7 separate regions of the Mus musculus genome follow, and all the other regions are linked to region 5. A link is a contact called in public HiCAR-type and promoter capture Hi-C data. All regions are on one chromosome and are shown on one strand. Each heading gives the region's core, a stretch centred on a gene start, on an enhancer-like site or on the middle of the called end of the contact. The rest is flanking DNA. Distances are from core to core; before and after follow the strand shown.

Region 1 (2,861 bases), core at 34-2,533, 1.7 Mb before region 5:
TCAGTCACAGCTACATAATGAGACCATGGCTTTGAAAAGAAAAAAGAAAAAGAGTGAGAATATAATATAAACATTGTTCTACATAAAAACATGAGATAATGGGAGAAAGGCATCCAAAATATCATCTGGCTCTTTGGGGGCGGGGAGAATGGCTCTGTAAGTGCTTATTGCTGCTGTTCTCGGTGAGCTAGGAAGGTTGAGAAAAGAAGCTATCAGAGTGGGCGGGGCCTGAGTAACTGCCAATTTCAATTTTTCGATCAGACTGGAGCTACCTTGGGATGTAATTTTTCGGTTCTGCGCTCCTAGAGGGTTTCAATGCTTTTCGGTTTTCTTATCACGTGAGGCGTCGTGAGCCCCTTCTTCGAGATGAAAACTAGACTGTCCTGGAAAAGCGCACCTAGCGTCCGCACACAATTCCTAAGTGTCGACACATGTTTTAGCCGAACTCCTTCCCGTAGGAACTCAAGGGTCTCCGGGTTATGAGCCTCAACTCTACCTACCCTGCTCTGCCCCAATCGGGCCAGCTGCTACCACGCCTCAGAGTGTAACCAAAACAAAAGCTCTGAGGTCGGCGCCCCACGGAGGCATCTCCCAAGCACAGGCGCACCCCCCAACCTGGGCTCTGCCAAACAAAGACCAAACTCGACCCCGGGACCCGGCCTGCAGAATGATCGGGGAGCAACGCGTGTCTGGGTCATTCTCAGATTCTACCACGGCTACTGGTCACTTCCAAAGAAGAGTTCAAGCAGACTGTGATGCGGTTTCAGATGAGATGCTTCCTGAACGTTCTCGGACGAGAAGGAGAGGCACGGGAAATAAAAAGGCTGCACTAATTTCCTGTGGGCACTCGGAACTCAAAGTAAACGTCCCAGAAAGGTCACCGCAGTCCGAAGCCCACTGCCCCCAGTCAGGCTAAGGAGAGCGCGGGACAGGGGCGCCGGGCACCGCGAAGGCTCCTGGGGACTGAAGTCCCTCATTCAGCCTTCACAGTAATGTTGCGGGACTGGACCAGACAGCGGGACTACAACTCCCAGTAGGAAGTGCGCCTCCGTGTTGCTTACAGCCCCTCATCAAAAGAACTGGTCCAAAACTGCACCTCTAAACCCAGGCTTTCTCTTTACACCAAGCAACTGTTTAATATGACATACTGAAGTAAACTTTGGAATTTAGGGGTAGGGATCATCGTACCTTCTCCCGGAGCCAGAGCCCCGTCGACTCGCGCCACCGCCATACTTGCCGCTTGCTAATGACACCAGGCAACCGTCTTCTGCCGTTCTGTAGAGCATGTAGTCAGCAGTGGGGCGCTGCAAACTACAACTCCCAGGATGCACAGCACTCACTCGACCCAATTGGCTCCCTGATGGGACTTGCTGGCTACAATGTGGGAGGTAAAGCTTAGAAGACCCGGGTTGACACCTAAAGTTGATCTGGTGAGCAAGCTGTATTGTTAGATAAACCATTTCACTCCAGGGCCAGGTGTTTGAGAAATTCGACACTTTTACCACCTGGCACATTATAAAGACGTTGTTTAAAACTGAATTTGAGAACTCATTGCCAGAAGTCTCTATGGCAGCTACCCATTTTGACAATTCTGAATTAAGTTTAAAAGGTTTTAGCTTCTCTATAGGAATGACAGTGAAATATTTTGACATAGTCAAATGGATACGTTATATTTGCAATTTACCCAATCTTACCTAATTAAATAGATTTAAAGCCTCAGAAACTGATATTTTTGTTTTAAATGGTGGTTCTTACACATTGAACAGTTTGGTCAAGGAGTATATTTGATACATATGTACCCAGAACTTTTTCCAGAGTATTCAAAAAAGTTTAAAATAGTTTCCAGAGTCAGGAATACTTACTTTACCTGGTTGGGAGGGCACAGGCTGATCTTTTTTTGATTTAACTATGAACTCGGTAATCGGGAACTAGAAATTACAATCTTTGGACAAAACTTGACAGGGGAAGTAAAATTAAGCTAGGGTTTACAAGGTAACTCAATCGTACAAAGGGGGCTCCACTTTCTTTCATCAACTGCTCAACGTACTAAAAGCTACTCTTGGTGTTCGAGAAATTCAACACTTTTACCACCTGGCACATTATAAGGACATTGTTTAAAACAAACTGATGTTGAGAACTCATTGCTAGAAGTCTCTATGGCCGCTACCCATTCTGACAAGTCTGAATTAATTTTAAAGGGTTTTAGCTTCTCTATAGAATGACTCGCTATAAGGCTCTCTCTGAAGTCTGAGGATTCCTGTTCAGGAAAATTCAGTAACTTGGTGCTTCTAGCTTTTCAGGCTCAAAATTCTAAGAGCATTTCCTCTTTCCTGGTTCCCTTTGGCATCACTGCCCTTAAAGACCTTTCTGTTTCCCATTGCTTTAGTCTAAAGATACTTTTCTATTTCTGAAGAAACAATAAGAATTCCCCCCTTCATTTTAACCAGTAGACACCTTACTTGGAGAACAGTCTTACAACTTTATATGTCTGAAAACAAAGCAAGCCTGTCGTGGTGGCCCAAATTTTAATCCCATCAGTTGGGAGGAAGACTATATATTGTTAGATATTGGAAGAGGCAAGCAGGAGGATGTCTGTGAGTTCAAGGCCACCTTGGTCTACATAGTGAGTTTAATCATAGCCTGAGCTATGCAACAGAGAGATTCTGTCTAAAAACAAAACAAGTACACATGTACACACACACATCAGACACACACACACACACACACATCAGACACACCGGAAGAGGGCATCAGATCCCATTACAGATGGTTGTGAGCCACCATGTGGTTGCTGGGAAATGAACTCAGGACCTCTGGAAGAGCAGCCAGTGCATAAATTAAAACAATTGGAGAGGATGAAG
Region 2 (2,864 bases), core at 174-2,673, 1.9 Mb after region 5:
GAATGACTTGTAGAAACTGTAAATATGGCTGGTCTACAAAATGATCTTAAAGTCTGATGTGGTCTGTATTTTGAGAAGAATTTCTCTATATTTCTAAATATAGAATTTATCTATATTTCATTTTGAAGATAGAATTTTTATCTCTACCATCTATCATTTATCTGTCTTTCTATGTTATTCTAGGTCACGTTTCGGCTGAGATTGAAGTAATCTAATTGTTCTTGTTCATTTATATGAAGGATGGTGTATAGTGTAACTCACAACGAAGTAATTAATTGCGCAAGGGCCATCAAGTTATACAACACATCAACTCAAAATATTACCCTACTTTTTCTGAAGTATTTTTTATTTGATTCTCTCATGATATTATCATTAGCTCCTTTGATTGTAGCCACTTGTGCTGATGAAATTCTTCATAAGTTTTACTTGGTTAATATACATTATATTACTGTGCTATGCTTCATATAAAATAATTTGACCTCTATGTGGATGTAGAAAAAAACAAAGATTTTTTTATTATTAATTACTGTCATATATGATTTCATGACTGTTCCTCTTTTGCCCCTCTGTAGACCCCAATGCTTTGAGGATACTCAGTTGCTAATCCATTACCTAATAAATAACCAACTGTGTAAAAACATGCATGTATGCAAAACACTTTGGCACTAAGACTTATTTTCAGGCATTGTGATGGTTTAAAAAGGAGTAGTGGCTCCCATAGGCTGATATATCTGAATGTGTAGACATTAGGGAGTGGCACAATGTGAGAAGGATTGGGAAATGAGACCTTTTTGGAATAGGTGTGGCCTTGCTGGAGGAAGTATGTCACTGGGTGTGAGTTTTGAGACATTAAAATAAAGAAAAACTTAAAAGGATTGGAATGAAAATATATGAAGTCTAAACAAAATGGTTGGTACTAAAATTGTTAAGTTACCCGGGCGTGGTGGCACACGCCTTTAATCCCAGCACTCGGGAGGCAGAGGCAGGCGGATTTCTGAGTTCGAGGCCAACCTGATCTACAAAGTGAGTTCCAGGACAGCCAGGGCTACACAGAGAAACCCTGTCTCAAAAAACAAACAAACAAACAAAAATTGTTAAGTTAATAACAATCGTATACATATTAAAGCCATATACAATGACGGTTTTGGATCTTTTGTGGACCGATGGAGTACAAGCACTCTCTCAAGAAGCATGTTCTTGTATGTGTGTGTTAATAAAGGGAACTGTCCAAATTTATAGATTTCCCTCTAACTTCAGATTTGAAGGTAGCAACTATAAAAAGCACATTCACGTTCTGTGACCTTTAGGTTCATAGGCCAGAGCAGGGGAAGGCCTGTAGCTGTAGGCAGGAGCAGGGATGTGGTCCGGGGGCGGAGCCAGAAGTCCGGGGCGGGGCCGCGTCTCGTGGGCGGGGTCGCGTCTCGTGGGCGGGGCCGCGTCTCGGGAGCCCGCCCTGGACGTGACCACGCCGTCGCGCCCTTCCATGCCTTAGCTGGGTCAACTTGCGGAAGACACGCAACAGGCCGTGCCGGTGCAGCGCGTGGGACGCGGGTCAGGCTGAGAAGTGCAGCTCTGGAGGGCTGGGGCCTAACTGGTGAGCCGGGTGGCTGAGGGCTGGGGACCTGGCCACGTGCACCGCCGGACTGGTGGCGGGCGGCACACGCCGGCGAGCTAGAGCCAGGCTGCGCGCGCAGACGGGGAGGGGCAGGGACCACGGTCGCGGACTGAGGAGGGGCGCGGGGACTGTCGCCCAGCTCGGGACTTGGAGCGTAGGTTGCCTTTTTATCTCCACGTGAGGAAGACTGCCTGTCTGCCTGCCTGCCTCCAGGATGTCCAACAAGTGACTAAACAGGTTTCAGGAAGTCTACCAGCGGTCATGATCTGAACTTCCGGCGCCGGGAGTTGGGTTTCACCAGCTCCTTTTTAATACCTGGATGCCTCTGAACTTTTGGGCTGCATCTTTCGTGACCTCATGGACCCCCCGAATACACATAATTCGTATTCTGTTTATATAAAGCTGCAAAAAAACATAACTGCCATTCAGTGAGACATCTCTGAATTAATGAAAACTTTTCTGGGTGCTGAAGACAATTGCTTTCAGTTAGCCTGGTGATTTTCTTACAAGCAATATATAATTAAAAAGTATTTCACCACTTTATTTATTTTATGTGTGGATGTACACAGGCTATGATGTACCGGTGGAGGTTGGTGGACACTTTGAGGGAATCCTTTCCTTCCAGTATGTGGGTCTCAGAAATTAAACTAAGTGGACAGCAGGTGTCTTTACCGCCTGAGTCATCTCTCAGGCCCATGGTGTATAACTACTGTCAGGTGTGATTAATTGAGCTAAGTTCAATCTAGTCTTCTCTAGGTTAGTGGGCCTACAATTCGTTCATTAAGGACTTCTGTGAATGTAGATTTCTGCCTCCAGCATCAGAAGTGGTACTCCACTAGGTTTGATGTGTGCATCTAGACATTAGCGTGTACCACGCTTTGCTGGTAAAATACTGCTACCATGGAGAGAGACGTCCCTGCCAGGGCTGCTAGTGAGTATTGATATCTATGGTTACTTGTACAGAATAATAGTCCTAATTGTGCAAACCTCCTCCTCCTCCTGTCTTTCCCAAGTGGTGGTGGTCATGGGGTTTTTTTTGGGGGGGGGGGGTTTGTTTGTTTGGGGAGCTAGTGAGTAAGGCTTTTGAGAATTTGCTAAGAAGAAAAAGTGAAGAAAAATTCTGACTTAACTGTCTTGTGCCATACTTGGCTAGGTTTGTGCAAGGTAGAGGTAGCTATCTCTTAAGACACTCTGTGGCTTCTTGTCATTAAGTTTTACCATGGGAAAATTAGGTCGCCCTAAAATGTAG
Region 3 (3,045 bases), core at 38-2,537, 1.6 Mb before region 5:
TTATTGAGTTGCCGTCTGGGTACTGGGAATTGAAGTCAGGTCCTTTGGACGAGTTGCCAGCGCTCCTAACTGCTGAGCCATCTCTCCAGCCCCATAAAATAACTTTATTTTTCCTTTATTTTATTTTCGGTTTTTAGAGACAAGGTCTGTGTGTAGCCTTGGATGTCTTGTAACTCCCTGTGGGCGAGGCTGGCCTCAAAAGTCTTAGTGACCAGCCTGACTCTTCTGGGATTAAGGCTGTGCCTCCACCGGCTGGCTAGCATAGCTTTTCTTTTTTTTTTTTTTTCTTTTTCTTTTTTTCTTTTTTTGCCTGTGTGTGTGTGTGTTTGTGTGTGTGTGTGTGTGTGTGTGTGTGTGTGTATGTAAGTACACTCATGAGTTCGGGGTCAGGCAGCTAGCTGGAGTTACAGGTGGCTGAACTCTGGTCGTCTTCAATAGTTGTATGTATTCTTAACCTGCTCACCTTTCCAACTCGTAACTTCAGGTTTTGAGACAGGGTCTCACACTGTAACCAAGGCTGGCCTCAAACTTGTAGTAGTCCCGCCTTAGTTCCTGAGTGCTCGTATTACAAGTGTTGGCAATCTATTTGAACTAGTGATTAATTACTTTTAGTTTTTGATACAGGGGGTCACTATTTATGTACCGTTGGAACTCTTACTACTATGTAGACCAGCCTGCCAGTGCGTCTTCAGAGAGCTGAGATTAAAAGCTTGCCCCACAGTGGCGGGCTCTAATATTTTTTGGAGGTGGGGATTTAATTCAGGGTTTTGCGTACCACTCGTGCTATCCCTGGGCCACGCTGTCGGCCGCTACGATTTTTTTCTTTCTTTTTCTTTTTTTTTTTTTTTGGTTTTTCGAGACAGGGTTTCTCTGTGCAGCCCTGGCTGTCCTGGAACTCACTTTGTAGACCAGGCTGGCCTTGAACTCAGAAATCCACCTGCCTCTGCCTCCCAAGTGCTGGGATTAAAGGCGTGCGGCACCACTGCCCGGCAGGCCGCTACGATTTATTTTTGTTTCAAGGAATAATCCAAAGCCAAATGCAAAAAGTGACCTTCAGGTTTTACCTGCGAGATAAAAACTGGTCTGGGCTTCGTAAGAGGAGGAAAGACACGTAGAACATCCTTGTCTCTTGTTTATTAAATCCTGCGAAATGCTGGCTTTAGATTCTAGAACACTAGCCTGGAGGAAATAAAATGGCACAGAACCCAAGCCAAGAACCAACTTGGACCTTAAACGAACACCTCAAACCCACTCCCCGCCAATGCTGTAGGAAGAAAGCTGTTGCTAGGAAACAGACTGGGCGCTCGGAAGTGACATCATCTCTGGGCGCCGGGGTCAAGGAAGGGAATTTAGGGAGGAGATTCTCTCCCTCTGCCCTATAAGGTTCTCCCATGATTCTTTCTTTCTCTTCGCCATCTTTACCCCGGCAGGCCGACATCTATCACCATGAAGTAAGCGGGCGCCCGGTGTCCCAATCCGCCTCCATCCTGAGGCCGAGCTACCGGGGATGGCTCCTCTTTGCAGCGCACATACTAACGAGCTTCGCCTTTTCCTTCCAGGGTCGAGCTGTGCAGTTTCAGCGGGTACAAGATCTACCCGGGACACGGGCGGCGCTACGCCAGGACCGACGGGAAGGTAAAGGCCGGCTGGGCCGAGCGCGGCTCGGGACGCTGGGAGTAGAAGGACGGTCCTCTCTCCCCGAAGGCCCCGGGACCGCGTGTGGGATGGGAAACTTGAGGGAATATGGATGGTGTGTAAACCAGGCTGGAAATGAGTGCTGTATGTAACCAATGGGAAAGGGAAATGGGCTTCAGGTCTTTTGGAGTCGGAGAGGGCTCAGAGCCAGATTTCTTTGAGTTTAGCGCCACCCGACCCTTTGCGACTAGTGTAGATTTTTCGGCTCCTGAGAAGACTGTAGCATTGATGCCACCCTGTCATTTGTGTCACAAAGAGGTCTCTTGCCTCCTTTATATATTTATATATTGAGAAGAGAGAAGTAGAATAAAGCTGGAGGAGGACGTCAGTCTCCACTTTGTGTAAAAGGATGACTAATTTGAATTTGTTAACTGCAGGTTTTCCAGTTTCTTAATGCAAAATGTGAGTCAGCATTCCTTTCCAAAAGGAATCCTCGGCAGATAAACTGGACTGTCCTCTACAGAAGGAAACACAAGAAAGGGCAGTCGGTAAGTGGAATGCAGCTTGCTAGTAGCCTCTTTTAAAGTTACACTGTCAGATTTTGCCAGGTTAAATTTTGGTTAAACAAAACTATGCAATGTGCTCTTGAACTAAACCATCAGACAGTAGCAGAACTTGTTAGTGTGGCCTTGGGTACCATAGCCTTCCAAGCTGTGTGTTGAAATTTGAAATGATTCCTCTCTGTAAGCTTCATTTTGGGTTGAAGAGGCCCTTAGGGGATGGTAGGTGTTGCTCTGGGTGGAGGTGTGGTGCTAGGACAACAGCTAATAGTTAGGCTTGGCATGTGTGAGCCTCGTTAAATAGATTCTAGCTGGGTATTATAGTAAACAGTGGTCCCAGATGTGAAATATGTTAAGTGGGCATGGTGGCCCACTCATGTAATGCCAGTGTCTGGGAGGTAGAAGCAGGAGGATCAGTAGTTCAAAGTCAGCCTAGGCTACATAAAACCTTGTTTCCCAAAGCAGAGCACGCAGTACAGAGTTAGTGAAAAGAAAGATGAATTATATTTATTAGATCCTTTTGGATGAATAAATGGGGGGAGGGAATCTTAGAGGTGTGAAGATGTAGAGAAACAGAAATCCTAGAATAAAATGATACAGCTGTTGTAAACCTTTTAATTAACTCAAAATGTTATTTATTTTGGTTTTTTTAGACAGGGTTACTCATAGATCAGGTTGACAACTGTTAAAAAATTTTTTTTGTGTTCTTAACATCTGGCAATTCCATTCTAAGTATTGAAAGCAGGTACCCAACAAATCTGTTATCGAACTCTTGGAATGCTGAGGCAGTAGAATTGACTTTTTGTTTGTTTAGTTTTGTTTTTTGTTTTTTTCTCGAGACAGGGTTTCT
Region 4 (2,887 bases), core at 70-2,569, 1.7 Mb before region 5:
TGGTTCTGCTTTTCCTATGTCTACACCTTAGGCTTGGATCCTTTGGCATCGCTTACTTTGAAACCCTTGATATCCCTTAGATAGCTACAGTAGACTGCCAAGTAGAAGAACCACTAAATAGAGTGGCCAGGGGGCATTGCTTACTTCAGTTGGCAAGGGCTAGTGGTACTAAAATGAATTTTGAACTGTGCCTTGCCATGGTCTCTCAGGACAACTGGATTCTGGAGCACTAGGAACAACCATTCCCTCTTCAGTGACCTTCCTTCAGCTCCTTTCTCAGTAGCCGATTACACACTTGGTCAACCCAGAAGAAATTATGAAAACAACAGACATGGAAAGAAGATAGTAAGCCCAGTCAAAAGGGGACAGAGCCCCCCACACTGCTGGGTTAAAGTATGGTGTGCCCTCCCCCTGAGAGGAATCAGACAGTCATGAGGGTCCTGGCAACCTGCCAGCTTCAAAGACACCCTAATATTCCAAATGACACATAATGCCTACAGGAAGAGAACACAATCACCAGGCAGTGTGATTCTTCATCCATTGGGAACACGGCAATAATCTATTGTTGATGAAAAGCAAGGGGGAAATTACACTTTCATATACATTTTTGCAAAATCCTGCCTCACAACCTCTCTGAGCACCACTGCCCTTCTGAACTTGAGTCAAGCAGAGACAGAACACAAGCCAAGATCTCAACATCCCACAGAGGACTGTCACACACATGTTCCTCCCTGCATGACTTCTCTGATGCCTCCAAAACTGCAGCTCAGTAAGGCCTGGGTAGTCCAAAGTATGAGGAGACAACAAGATAAGAAGCAGCTGGCGCCACAGCAGCGATGAGACTGGCGATAGGGACCAAGTGCAGTGTCGCCAAGCTCTCTGCACTGGGAGTGGAAAAAAGAAGAGAAGTAAGGGGTGGGGGTTGGGGGGAGGAGAGGGGCCTGACTGCGCTCTCGGGTACAGGTCACCTGAGGTGCCTGCTACCAGGCGCTGCGGCGCTGCAGCAAGTGGAGAAACTGAGGATGGAGATGTTCAGGCTCGCCCTGCATCCTCTCTGCAGCGGCTCGGATCATCCGGACCTTGGCAGTCGCAGCCCAGGGCTGAAGCTCTGCCTGCGTCTTCGACCGGGGCCTCGGCTCCCGGGCTCTGGAACGCAGTTGGGACTCCCGGGGCCGCAGCTCCCTACACCCGGCCGGGGACGTTAGGGACCCGAGGTCCGCGCGCGGAACACAGGGCTCTGCAGCTGCGGGGCGCACGAGGCACGCCGCACCGGGCGCTCTCGGGACAGGCTCCGCCCCGCCGCGCGCATAGTCGCAGCTCGCACTCACCGGGTCTCCGGTCTCGCTCGCCGCTCGCCCTCCCACGGGATGTGGACGCTCCGATCGGGGGCCTCCGCGCCAGGCTGTTCTCTCCCGGCTTCCTGACCGCGCTACGGAGCCTCACCCCCGACCCCCGGCTACGATTGGTCCGACTATGGGCGGGGCGGGGCGGAGCGGGGATGTTGACTGACAGCCGCGCAAGCTGAGTGATGTGCCCAGTGGCGAAACAAGGAGTTGGCACTGCCTGTGCTACCCGACCGCCCCAGGGAGCTTGGGTTAGGATGACTGTGTACCTCCGGAGATACACTCTAGCCCGAGGGCTGGACCCTTTTGGAGACACAAATACAGATGACCTTCGGACATCAGCGTTTCCCCGGAGCGTCCCCTCAACCGATTCTCTTCCTGAGAACTAACCACAATGCTGGCCTAGCAGTGGCGGAGCTGCTGGTACCAGAGAAACACTGCTTGCCAAACGTGAGCATAGAGATCTTGAAGCTTCTCTCTTTGAAGTTAGTTCTTGGCAAAAGCGCCAGGATATTCCACCCAAACCACCCTCAATGCTGGATTACCCTAGTTTGGACGTTTTATGTCAAAAGCAGCTTGGTGAATCTGAGATACTGAGAGGAGTTTCTAGAGGACAGAAAGGCCTGTGTGGGACAAAAGACGTTCCTGGCTTAGAGCACAGTGGGGTTGGACTTACTTTTAACCAGAGCAAAATGCTGGGGGATGGGGTGGAGTCTGGGGCTGGAGAGATGGCTCAGCAGTTAAGAGCACTGGCTGCGTGCTCTTCCAGAGGTCCTGAGTTCAATTCCCAGTAACCACATGGTGGCTCACAACCATCTGTAATGAGATCTGACGCCCTCTTCTGGTGTGTCTGAAGACAGCTACAGTGTACTCATATACATTAAATAAATACATCTTTTTAAAAAATGTTAAAAAAAAAAGTCTGCCCTCAGACTTAGTCCCAAGTTGAAGTAGAATCGATATGAATTCCAACTGTCATTAATTATCATTATATTTATTGACAATGGAGCTATAAGAGCCTGAGGTCAGGAAGAACAGAAGCAAAACAACTGTCTTCGGGGCATAATAAGACCACTGGGTTCATGAACGCAGAGCACCTGTGCTTGCCTCTACAAGACTTGAACAAAACCAACCCACCAACATTCTCACATGGCAGGACAAAGGGTTCATGTGTACACACACATTAACTGAAGACCCAATGATGGCATCTGGGAACAGGAGATACTGTTTTCCTAAGGGTATGGACCCTGATAGGTCAACCACTCTCCGGGGAATGGCTTCCCACCTGTTAAGTGTTTGTGTAGCACAAACTGGACTAAGTTGTTTGTTTGTTTGTTTGCTTGTTTGTTTGTTTAAATTAAGAGAACACAGTGAAGGGAGTTGGAGATGGATCACGGGGGAATAGAGAGAGAGAAAATAATCAAAATACATTGCATAAAGTTCTAAAAGGATCAATAAATTTATATTAAAAACTTACAGATTCTGCCAGGTAGTGGTAGCTCACATCTTATTTCCTAGCACTCAGGAAGAAAAGGAGGGCAGAT
Region 5 (2,716 bases), core at 2-2,501:
CTAAACGTGTTAACTCTGTTTGCTATCATGTGAGATGGTACTGAGATCAAAATAAATGGAAATATGACATTGACCCTACCATCTAAAACTAGAGACAGGTGGACCTTGGATCCTTGGAGGGTGACTTGAGACAGTAACAATAGAAGTAGCTATCGCATGGTTAAGTCTTATGGGGCATGAAATGTTCAAGGCCACTGGAGTGGGGGGGTTACTTAATGCTACTTTACTTGAAAATAAAATGCCTACTGCACACAGAATGGGTACACATAGTACACCATAATAGAAACTGTTGGAGCCGAGCAGTGGTGGTTCACACCTTTAATCTCGGCACTTGGGAGACAGAAGCAGGCGGATTTCTGAGTTCGAGGCCAGCCTGGTCTACAGAATGAGTTCCAGGACAGCCAGGGCTACACAGAGAAACCCTGTCTAAAAAAAAAAAAAAAAGAAAGAAAGAAAAGAAAAGAAAAGAAAAGAAAAGAAAAGAAAAGAAAAGAAAAGAATTTGCTGTAAAGCAGAAGAGTTAAGCCCCTTGCTGGCTCGAACTACACATGATAAAGAACACGCTACTTTAATATTTTGTACATATACTACACGCCAAAAATTGTGTTGTGCTATACAACTTTAAATTACCTTCACTACATCTTCACAATTTTTTGGAGAGAATTACTCCTTTCACACGTGAGGAAAAAGGAGAATGTGTCGGAGTATCAGAGTCTGTGATTTGAATTCCCAATCTGAACCTAGTTCAGGGATTACTGGTAACCACTATGACAAACTGTACAGAAACGGTCTATCTAGTCTCAAGAAAATAGTAAAAAGTCTAGAAAACCAGAGCGCAGGAAGTAGCCCTCTCAGACTGGCAGGCGGCGACGGGGTCCCTCTCGTTCCACGTGTGACACGGTGTTGTCCCTCCCCAGTTCCCGCGCCGTCCCATGTTCCCACGGCTCCGCGCTCCACCTCCGGGCAGACCGCCACGACTGCCACACGCGGGTAAGGCAGCTGAGGCGAGGACCAGGGCAGGAGGAACGAGGGAGGCGGGCGAGAGCTTACCTGGGCTGCTGGCGGCTGCCGGCTGGTTCTCCCACCACTCGTCTCCCAGATCGTCTGCCATCCCCGTGAGACCCGGACGCGAACTGACAACCAGATGAAAGCAAGGCGGCCGCTCGCGCTCCTGGGCTCAGCTTCACTGGCGGCGTTAGCAACGCTACACGCGGAAAAACCAAGGAACTCCGTCGCCCGCGCCACTGGAGATGACGTCACAGACGCCACGCCCCCCCAGCTGCGGCAGCCAGGGGTGTCGCCGTTTCCACACAGGCTCAGACGTTCAAGATCGGCCTAGAAACTCCAAATAAATGCTCTGTTGAGCCTAGAAATACAAGAAAAGAGTTACCATCGGTTTGGGTTATTTTTTTTTAATATTTAAGTATTTTGTTTTGGTTTATGGCCGAAAAGCCGATGTCGAAAGTGCAAGAACGGATGCTAAGACGATTTTTCTCTGTTGGATTTCAAAGAGCTTGCACCGCGGGAGGAGACCCGAGCACGTGGATGTGTTTTCACTTGGTTGTCAGGGTTCTGGCGTTCCAGCGCCTGTGCAGTTTGTCCTTAGAAACGCACCTGAGAGTTGCTGACGATGAATGTCGGAACTTGGTTGTACATGTGAACGTTGCTGCTCTTTTTCTACAACTTAAGAGGGACGAATATCCTGAAGACCTGAAACATACCACTTCTCTATTTAAAATACTTAATCAGGTTTTGATATTCTCTTTAGAGGACTTGGATTGTGATCTGTCCCATTCAGTACCATGGCCCTTGGAACATGAATAGAACTTGGGGCCTGGTGTGGTGGCGCACGCCTTTAATCCCAGCAATCTGGGAAGCAGAGGCAAGCAGATTCCTTGAGTTGAAGGCCAGCCTGGTCTACAGGGGAGTTCCAGGACACCCAAGACTCTGCAGAGACATCCTGTGGAGGAGGAGGAGAATTGTTTTATTCAACAGTACATTTGTTTCTGTCATCTCCATTAGCCATCTGCCTGACAACAGGTATTAAGAGGTCAGGAAGGCCACAGGCCAAATGCAGCGATTGAGTTGTTTGTACCGGTGCTCATAAGTTACTTTTATAGTAGAACGCTTTGGACAACATAAACTAACCAGAAAGAAAGAGTGGCTTTAATATGGTGCGTCTATACATTCATACTTCGTGTATTTGCTAATTCACCCTTTATAGAAAAAAATACAAGCTCTATTGAATAAACAATATAAATTGTATCTTCCCTTTAACTGTTTTGTTACCAGTAAATAGATATCTGGGTTTATAAGTTAGCCTACCCTAACCCCACCTCCAACTCCAACACCCATATCTGGTACTGTAGAATCCAAAATAAGTTCAAGACCACCCAGCCTCTTCCCCTCTGAAGGGACTTTCAGAAACATAGCAGTCAAAATGACTGAGTCTACAGCTGCCAAAACAAAATGAGCTGTTCTTAGAAAAATAACCATAACAAGATAGCAATTTCCAGAGAAATCCCCCTACCCTGCCCCACACTGAATTCTGAGAAAGACTACAAACCACCCTGACCTTTCTAAAATTCCCTGTGACATTAAGAGCTGTGATGTTAATAGCTGACCTATAAGATCAAAATGTAGTGCTGCTTTGCTGATAATAACCCACCATAAGGGCAGGCAAAGTGAGTCACTAGGCCAAAGGGTTACATAGTCA
Region 6 (2,763 bases), core at 251-2,750, 2.0 Mb after region 5:
GCAGAAAGAGTTCAGAATGGAGGAGTGCCTGCCTTAAAAGGGCAAATAGGCCAGGGGAACAGGCAGGATTTCAGGACAATGCTGATAGGAGCTGGCCTGCTTACTCCATTCCACCACTCTCAAGTTTCCAAAGGGCGCTGAGTCTACTGCTTTCAGATCACAGGGGACTGTTAGGGACAACGTTAGAGCCACATTAGAGCCACGACAGGTGAGACCTCCCAGATTTCAGAACTACCATTAAGGACGGGGAAACTTCGAATGTTAAAAGCATCAACAACCAGGCCAAAAGTATCTGAAACTTCCTAGTAGAATAACCAGTCAATTATAATTGGTCATTTCTTGGAAAGACGTATTATGCTAACAGGTGATTACACTGGAAATGATTCACAATTAGGAAAAGCAAGGAGAACGAAGGGCTAACAACAAATCACAAACCCTAAATAGTAATGGAACTAGAAGCGTCAGTTGTTTCCGATCCATTTTTCTTTGAAGTCCATCAGCAAGTCTTTAGTCTGAGGTAAATATAGCTCTCTAGAGGGCAACCTTCCAAGGACATGGGTTACAGGTTCTTCTGGTGCAAGTGAAGTTGGCTTCACTTCTCAAAAAAAAAAAAAAAAAAAAAGGAGAAAGAAGCGAAACCACCTCTCCTTTAGGGTTGATAAGGAAATTTAAAAACGGGCATTTTAATGAGACGAATTTTTAAAATGTCAATCTTTAAAGCAGCAGGAGTAGAGGAAAAATGATTATGGAAAGAGTGCAAGAGTGCACATACTAATCATTAAACTGAGCCAGCTCTCAGCTCCGGCCCTGGTTCCCCAAATCGGAGCGCTTCCGTCAGATGTCCCCAGTGAGAGAGACAGAGAGAAAGGAGGAAGGGCGGCAACATTTAAACTGTAAACAAATCTGGCGAAGACTTCAGATTCTGGATGTCGTCTCAGAAAGCTCTGATTGCAACTCTTTTAGGAATCACTTCGAGAAAACCTTAAGATGGCAAAGCACGACGCGGAGGGGCGCGAGATTCCCTCGGCAGCTTCAGAGCCTCCCGGAGTGGAGGGGACAGAGCCGGGAGCCCCCGATGGCGGCGGGAAAAGCCACCGGCCGGGAGCAAGAACTTCCCCAGATCTAAGCCACCCAGGGCGGGACCGGAGGAAACCCGAGCGGCGGAGGAAGGCGCGCACGGCGCCCCCGCGGCTCCCACCTGGCTGCACTCCGGCTCACTCCCGCCGGCTGGCCGGTCCCCGGCTTCTCCTCCTCTTCCTCTTCCTTGTCCCGAGAAGGGTTCCGCGGAGCGAAGAACCGAGAGAAGCTGTGCCAGGGGGCGCTGCCCCTCCTGCGGCCGCCGGACATCTCCCCACCGGCTCGGCCGCGCCGTCCGCGGGCCCCGACGAGCCGCTGGCCGGAGCGAGGGTGGCCGCAGCCCTGGCTCGCTGAGCGCAGCGAGAGTCGGCCCGGGCCGCCGGCGCGGCTCCTCCAGCCCGGCCGGCACGAGCGCTCCCCGTGCGGCTCCTCCTCCCGCCCGCGCCCGGAGCTGCCCGCCCCCGGGAGGAGCCAGTGGCCGCGACCGCCCTGTCGGCCACAGCGTGCAGATCCGGGAGGAGCAGCCTGGGGATGCTAGGCTCCGGCTTCCCGCCCAAACCAGCCCAGCCCGCAGCCCACTTGGCTTGGCCAACAGTCAACTGTAAATGCTTTGCTTCCCTTTCCCGAGTTAGGGCTGTTTTAAAACAGGGTAATCAATTAAAGTCTGGGGAAACACCTGGCAAGAAGCAGCACCCGCGTGCCCTGCAGCCTGGAACCTGAGCACAGCCTTTCTAAAGACAGTTTCAGCCTGCAAGGGTAGGTCCCATCTGTCCTGCTGTCAGCACCTTGTTTCTGCTTCAGCTGGCTCAGATGAGGAGCCACCAACCCAGGTGTGTTTTAGCGCTCACCCTTCACCTGTGGGCCACTCCCAGAATCCTTTTTCAAAAAAACCGTCCCTGATCACAAAACCAAATCTGATTCAGGTATGACTCAAACTAGAAAAATGCTGAAACAAATATTTGGTTGTTGCGCAGATACTCCTGTATTCTGGAACGCCAAAGGCCCTTAACATTAGTTTAAAACGAATATCTGGTTATGATAAAAATGACTTTATACAGCGGAGCTGCTAACAGAGAAAGCACACAGAGCCATATTCGCCCCAGGTGTATTGTTATAGTTTGTCTGAAGTCAAACTCCAGAGGTATGAAGTTCAAGATAACAGTGGGACATTTAGTAACTAAAAATGTTATGTGGGCAAATCACATGAAAATAGGGTGATAGCTGTCTGTGGCTGGCTGGAGAAGTGAGGAGGTTGAACGTCTACCTGTCGGCCCCAAGGAATCATAGTGCCGGTTAAGGAGCCTTCCCGCGGACCCACAGCTACCCCTTTGAGGCATTTTAATCTGTCAACTGGATCTGAAACTAGGAGTATGAGAGTAAGAAAAAAATTAGGATCAGATACAGATGGACAAGCAAATTCTTCCATGCAGCTACAGGGCCTGGAGAATAATGTGCCTCCCCAACGCAATGTTAGCTGACTAGCAGTTGCCTCCCCCTGTTGCCCTGTGACAAAAAGTGGTCCTACACCTCAGTGTTGGCACAGAGGGTCCAGGCAAGGAGTCTGTCTGGGGATAAAAGTGTCTGGGCGTCAATAAGATTATGAGGCAAATTCTGATTTTCAATAATACTATTTCTCTCAATTAGCTGATAGGAAAATGTTATAGTAGTCCACGTATTAATGTTTCT
Region 7 (2,866 bases), core at 144-2,643, 1.8 Mb before region 5:
TGGGTTCAGCCAGATGTCCACGGGCCTACAAACTTCAGAAAGGGCTGTCAAAGCACGCACACCGCGCTTTTCAGGGAGCTGTGGGCAACACTGTGGCTTAAGGCACAGTGTTTTAAATCAAAAAATAACTTTTTAAAAATAAAAGACAACCAAAGCTTATGAGTAGCCAGTGTTAAGGAACAGCAAGGGGTCATTCTTTAAAATAATTGCGATGAGAAGCTCCAACAACTGAGAAAATTTAGGCGGTGTTTAAATCTACCCACAGCTGCATCCTGTTTCTCCCTCCCCCACCCCCCCAAATTATGCAACTCGGTTCGTGAAGAAAGGAAACCATACAACCCGCAGCTAAAGAAAGGGCTTCGCTAGATGTAACTTTTCCATTCTCAAGCACACAGAGAAAATCAGAATTCTGAGCAGGCCTCTGAACCGCCAACATCGTAAACTAAGCGCAGAACACTAAATCACTTTTCTGAACCAGGCTTTCCTCTACGTCCCGAAAAGTGGGTTTTCTTTGATTCATCCCTACAAATAGATTAGGAATACGGGTGTCTTAAAAATCCAGTTCCCAACGCTTTACCCTCTGCCACTGCTTCTCACTGAAAGAGTTACAAGAAGGAAACTACATCTCTCTCCATCAGCTCCAAAAACCTCATAATAGTGTTATAATTTCTCAGAGGTTCTTGAATTCGGAGGTCGGGGGAGAAGTGAAAAGGGAAAAGGTTATGAGATGGAAGAAAAGAGAATCCGAGGCTCTCAAGTTCTTTTCCAGGAAGCCAGCGCGCTAGCCCTCAGGGTCCCTTGGGCGCTGGACTCCGCAGAGGTCTAGGCAAGGACAACGTGCCAGAATCAGGACAAGGCATCTAATCACTCATGACTATTCGCGTCTGTCCGGCCGCTAAGGAAGTCACAGGGGCCGCTTAACGTCTCGACTATGGGGGGGGGGGGGGGTGGAGGGAAGTCCCTCCCCATCCTCCCAGCGTGTGAACCCCGAATAGAGGGGCAAGGAATCTCGCGGGTGGGTACCTTGAGGGCGCTCGGCGCGGGCGCCACCTCTGGGACGGGACTCCACGGCCCCGCAGGAGGACACGGAGGAAGTGGAGGAGAAATCGGAGGAGTCGGAGCCGGGCGAGCCGGGCGCGGAGGGCACGGCGGACAGGTAGCCGGTGTCGCCGGCGCCGGGGGCGGAAGGAGGCGAGGCGCCGTAGAAGTAAGCCAGGTTGAGCGGGCTGGTCATGAGGCCGCAGTCGCCGGCCGCGTCCAGCAGCCCCTCTCCGCCGCGGCTGTCGTCCAGCAGCTTGTCCACGATCATGCTCCCAGGCTAGGCGCTCGGGGTCCCCAGACACCTGCGCCACCGGATGGCTACGCGGTTGGCTGCGGCAGAGCGACTAGTACGTGCGCGCCCGGAGGGGACCGGGCTATTTAAATGAACTGACCTCCTCCTCCGCGCTCCGCCCGGTGAGGCGGCGCCTGGGCTGCCTCCCGCCCCGCCTCCGGATGTGTCTAGTTTCCAGTAAAATGCCCGGGATGAGGCAATGTGCCCTCCGCCCTCGCCCCGCCCCGCCCGGGCCGACCGGTTGTTTTCCGGCGGCTCACCTGGAAACCCCGGCTAGCACCCGCGCCCCGAACCCCCGTCGGGGCCAGCTCCAAGTTTCCCCGGTTGGCCTTCGCTGGACGCACCGCATCCCCAGGGGCCCGGGGTCCGCGGCAACCGCTGTCTGCGCAGGGGCTGCGATGCCCGGGGGCGAGCGGGAGCCCCGGGCTGCTGCAAGAACAGGTCCGCCCAGTTCGGGGAGTGGGAAGCCAGAGCGGTGCGTGCAGAGTTCAGTCTCCTCCCTTGCCTCCAACATTTAGCCCGCCTCCAAACCTGGAAGCGGTTGCCCGCGGACTTTCTGGCCTGGACTCAATTTCAGAGCTCTTGCAGTTTCTCTAACTTCATATCTGGGCCATAAGCAATCTTTTTTTTTTTTTTAGTACAGTATTAGAATAAACAGCAATGACTACCCTTTCGTATCCTTCAATACTAGAAAAAAGCTTCTAGCAAAATGATGAATACGCATATATGCGTGTATATTCTTTGTATGTTTTATATTATTTTTTACGTATTATGTAACGTTTTATTCTGCACAACTTGACCTAGTCCTGATAAACACAGGGATTTTGATGCCTCTACCTTGAATACTTTTTTCAATGTTTATACTTCCGCCGCAAATCCAACTAGCGAACCGTCAAGGGAAGTTTATTTTTAAGGGAGAGAAAGAATGAATGATTAAGTCTAAATTTTCAAGTAACATCTTAACACGTGGGGATAAGGTATACACACACCGATGAAAAGAAACTGACTATGATTAAACATCGTGAGAGGTACAAAGTTCAGTGAACAGCCTAAAAAGAGACTTTCTTGTGGAGAGGGGGAGAAGGGGGAAGTCTTCGCAAAGAATGAGATGAGCCCTAAAGGATGGCCCTAAAGCGTTTGCAGGAAAATCATCTGCCAAGAATTAAGGCCAGGAGTCAGGGAAGAATCCGCAGTGCCTTTTAGGACTGCCAAAGGGAAAATAGCATAAATGTGAAAGGTAACCTGAGCGGAGCACCTACAGGGACCAGCGAAGTTACTAGAACTTTAACGTGAGGGAATCTGAAGCTGGCAGAAATGAAACAGTTTTAGAGAAGATGAGACTGAGGGGAGTCCTAGTGGCCTAAGAAGAAGGAAAAAAAAAGTGACCTAGAAGAAGAGATAGTGGCAAAGAGGTAAGTAGAAATAACTAGATCATTACGTAAGTAAATGGCTCTGCTAGGCAGAATCCACAAATCTAGCATTGCTGACGGGGGTAAGCAGCAGGCAGCCCACAGGTGCTACAGGGCTAGGCAG

What was found. Promoter capture Hi-C pulls out the DNA fragments that hold promoters and counts their contacts. HiCAR-type assays count read pairs that join an accessible place to other places. Capture Hi-C pulls out chosen DNA fragments and counts their contacts.
Region 1: a contact with region 5 is called in a promoter capture Hi-C map of pre-B cells. The contact joins the promoter of Cep97 here to the promoter of Cmss1 in region 5. A contact is called at or near these places in 2 of 39 promoter capture datasets (the HPC-7 cell line and pre-B cells), 1 of 484 Hi-C or Micro-C datasets (B cells) and 1 of 115 datasets of contacts at active chromatin or transcription factors (large pre-B cells).
Region 2: a HiCAR-type map of astrocytes shows a contact between it and region 5, with 7 times the contacts expected there. The contact joins the promoter of Riox2 here to the promoter of Cmss1 in region 5. A contact is called at or near these places in 10 of 39 promoter capture datasets (the 3T3-L1 cell line, 3T3-L1-derived adipocytes, the C10 cell line and 6 more), 1 of 484 Hi-C or Micro-C datasets (B cells), 1 of 115 datasets of contacts at active chromatin or transcription factors (astrocytes) and 2 of 9 other capture datasets (adipose tissue and liver).
Region 3: a contact with region 5 is called in a promoter capture Hi-C map of pre-B cells, with 4 times the contacts expected there. The contact joins the promoter of Rpl24 here to the promoter of Cmss1 in region 5. A contact is called at or near these places in 2 of 39 promoter capture datasets (embryonic stem cells and pre-B cells), 1 of 484 Hi-C or Micro-C datasets (B cells), 2 of 115 datasets of contacts at active chromatin or transcription factors (astrocytes and large pre-B cells) and 2 of 9 other capture datasets (adipose tissue and liver).
Region 4: a contact with region 5 is called in a promoter capture Hi-C map of liver, with 4 times the contacts expected there. The contact joins the promoter of Nxpe3 here to the promoter of Cmss1 in region 5. A contact is called at or near these places in 3 of 39 promoter capture datasets (liver and pre-B cells), 1 of 484 Hi-C or Micro-C datasets (B cells), 1 of 115 datasets of contacts at active chromatin or transcription factors (large pre-B cells) and 1 of 9 other capture datasets (liver).
Region 6: a promoter capture Hi-C map of adipose tissue shows a contact between it and region 5, with 7 times the contacts expected there. The contact joins the promoter of Crybg3 here to the promoter of Cmss1 in region 5. A contact is called at or near these places in 5 of 39 promoter capture datasets (3T3-L1-derived adipocytes, hippocampal neurons, liver and 1 more), 1 of 115 datasets of contacts at active chromatin or transcription factors (large pre-B cells) and 2 of 9 other capture datasets (adipose tissue and liver).
Region 7: a contact with region 5 is called in a promoter capture Hi-C map of pre-B cells, with 2.0 times the contacts expected there. The contact joins the promoter of Nfkbiz here to the promoter of Cmss1 in region 5. A contact is called at or near these places in 2 of 39 promoter capture datasets (liver and pre-B cells).

What each region holds. Positions count from the first base shown.
Region 1 is chr16:55,933,565-55,936,425 of GRCm38.p6, forward strand. It overlaps Cep97 (centrosomal protein 97), which reads right to left and starts at 1,284. Exons shown (of 11, transcript NM_028815.4): 1 at 1,189-1,284. The coding sequence starts at 1,231.
Region 2 is chr16:59,470,352-59,473,215 of GRCm38.p6, forward strand. It overlaps Riox2 (ribosomal oxygenase 2), which reads left to right and starts at 1,424. Exons shown (of 10, transcript NM_025910.3): 1 at 1,424-1,594.
Region 3 is chr16:55,964,988-55,968,032 of GRCm38.p6, forward strand. Rpl24 (ribosomal protein L24) reads left to right here and starts at 1,288. Exons shown (of 6, transcript NM_024218.4): 1 at 1,288-1,451; 2 at 1,560-1,635; 3 at 2,073-2,183. The coding sequence starts at 1,447. Gm6958 (MLV-related proviral Env polyprotein-like) reads left to right here. Exons shown (of 1, transcript XM_001480210.4): 1 at 1-61.
Region 4 is chr16:55,893,960-55,896,846 of GRCm38.p6, forward strand. Nxpe3 (neurexophilin and PC-esterase domain family, member 3) reads right to left here and starts at 1,320. Exons shown (of 6, transcript NM_001134457.1): 1 at 969-1,320.
Region 5 is chr16:57,605,616-57,608,331 of GRCm38.p6, forward strand. Cmss1 (cms small ribosomal subunit 1) reads right to left here and starts at 1,252. Exons shown (of 10, transcript NM_025599.3): 1 at 1,051-1,252. The coding sequence starts at 1,111.
Region 6 is chr16:59,599,547-59,602,309 of GRCm38.p6, forward strand. It overlaps Crybg3 (beta-gamma crystallin domain containing 3), which reads right to left and starts at 1,501. Exons shown (of 22, transcript NM_174848.4): 1 at 1,199-1,501. The coding sequence starts at 1,347.
Region 7 is chr16:55,820,745-55,823,610 of GRCm38.p6, forward strand. Nfkbiz (nuclear factor of kappa light polypeptide gene enhancer in B cells inhibitor, zeta) reads right to left here and starts at 1,394. Exons shown (of 12, transcript NM_001159394.1): 1 at 1,024-1,394. The coding sequence starts at 1,309.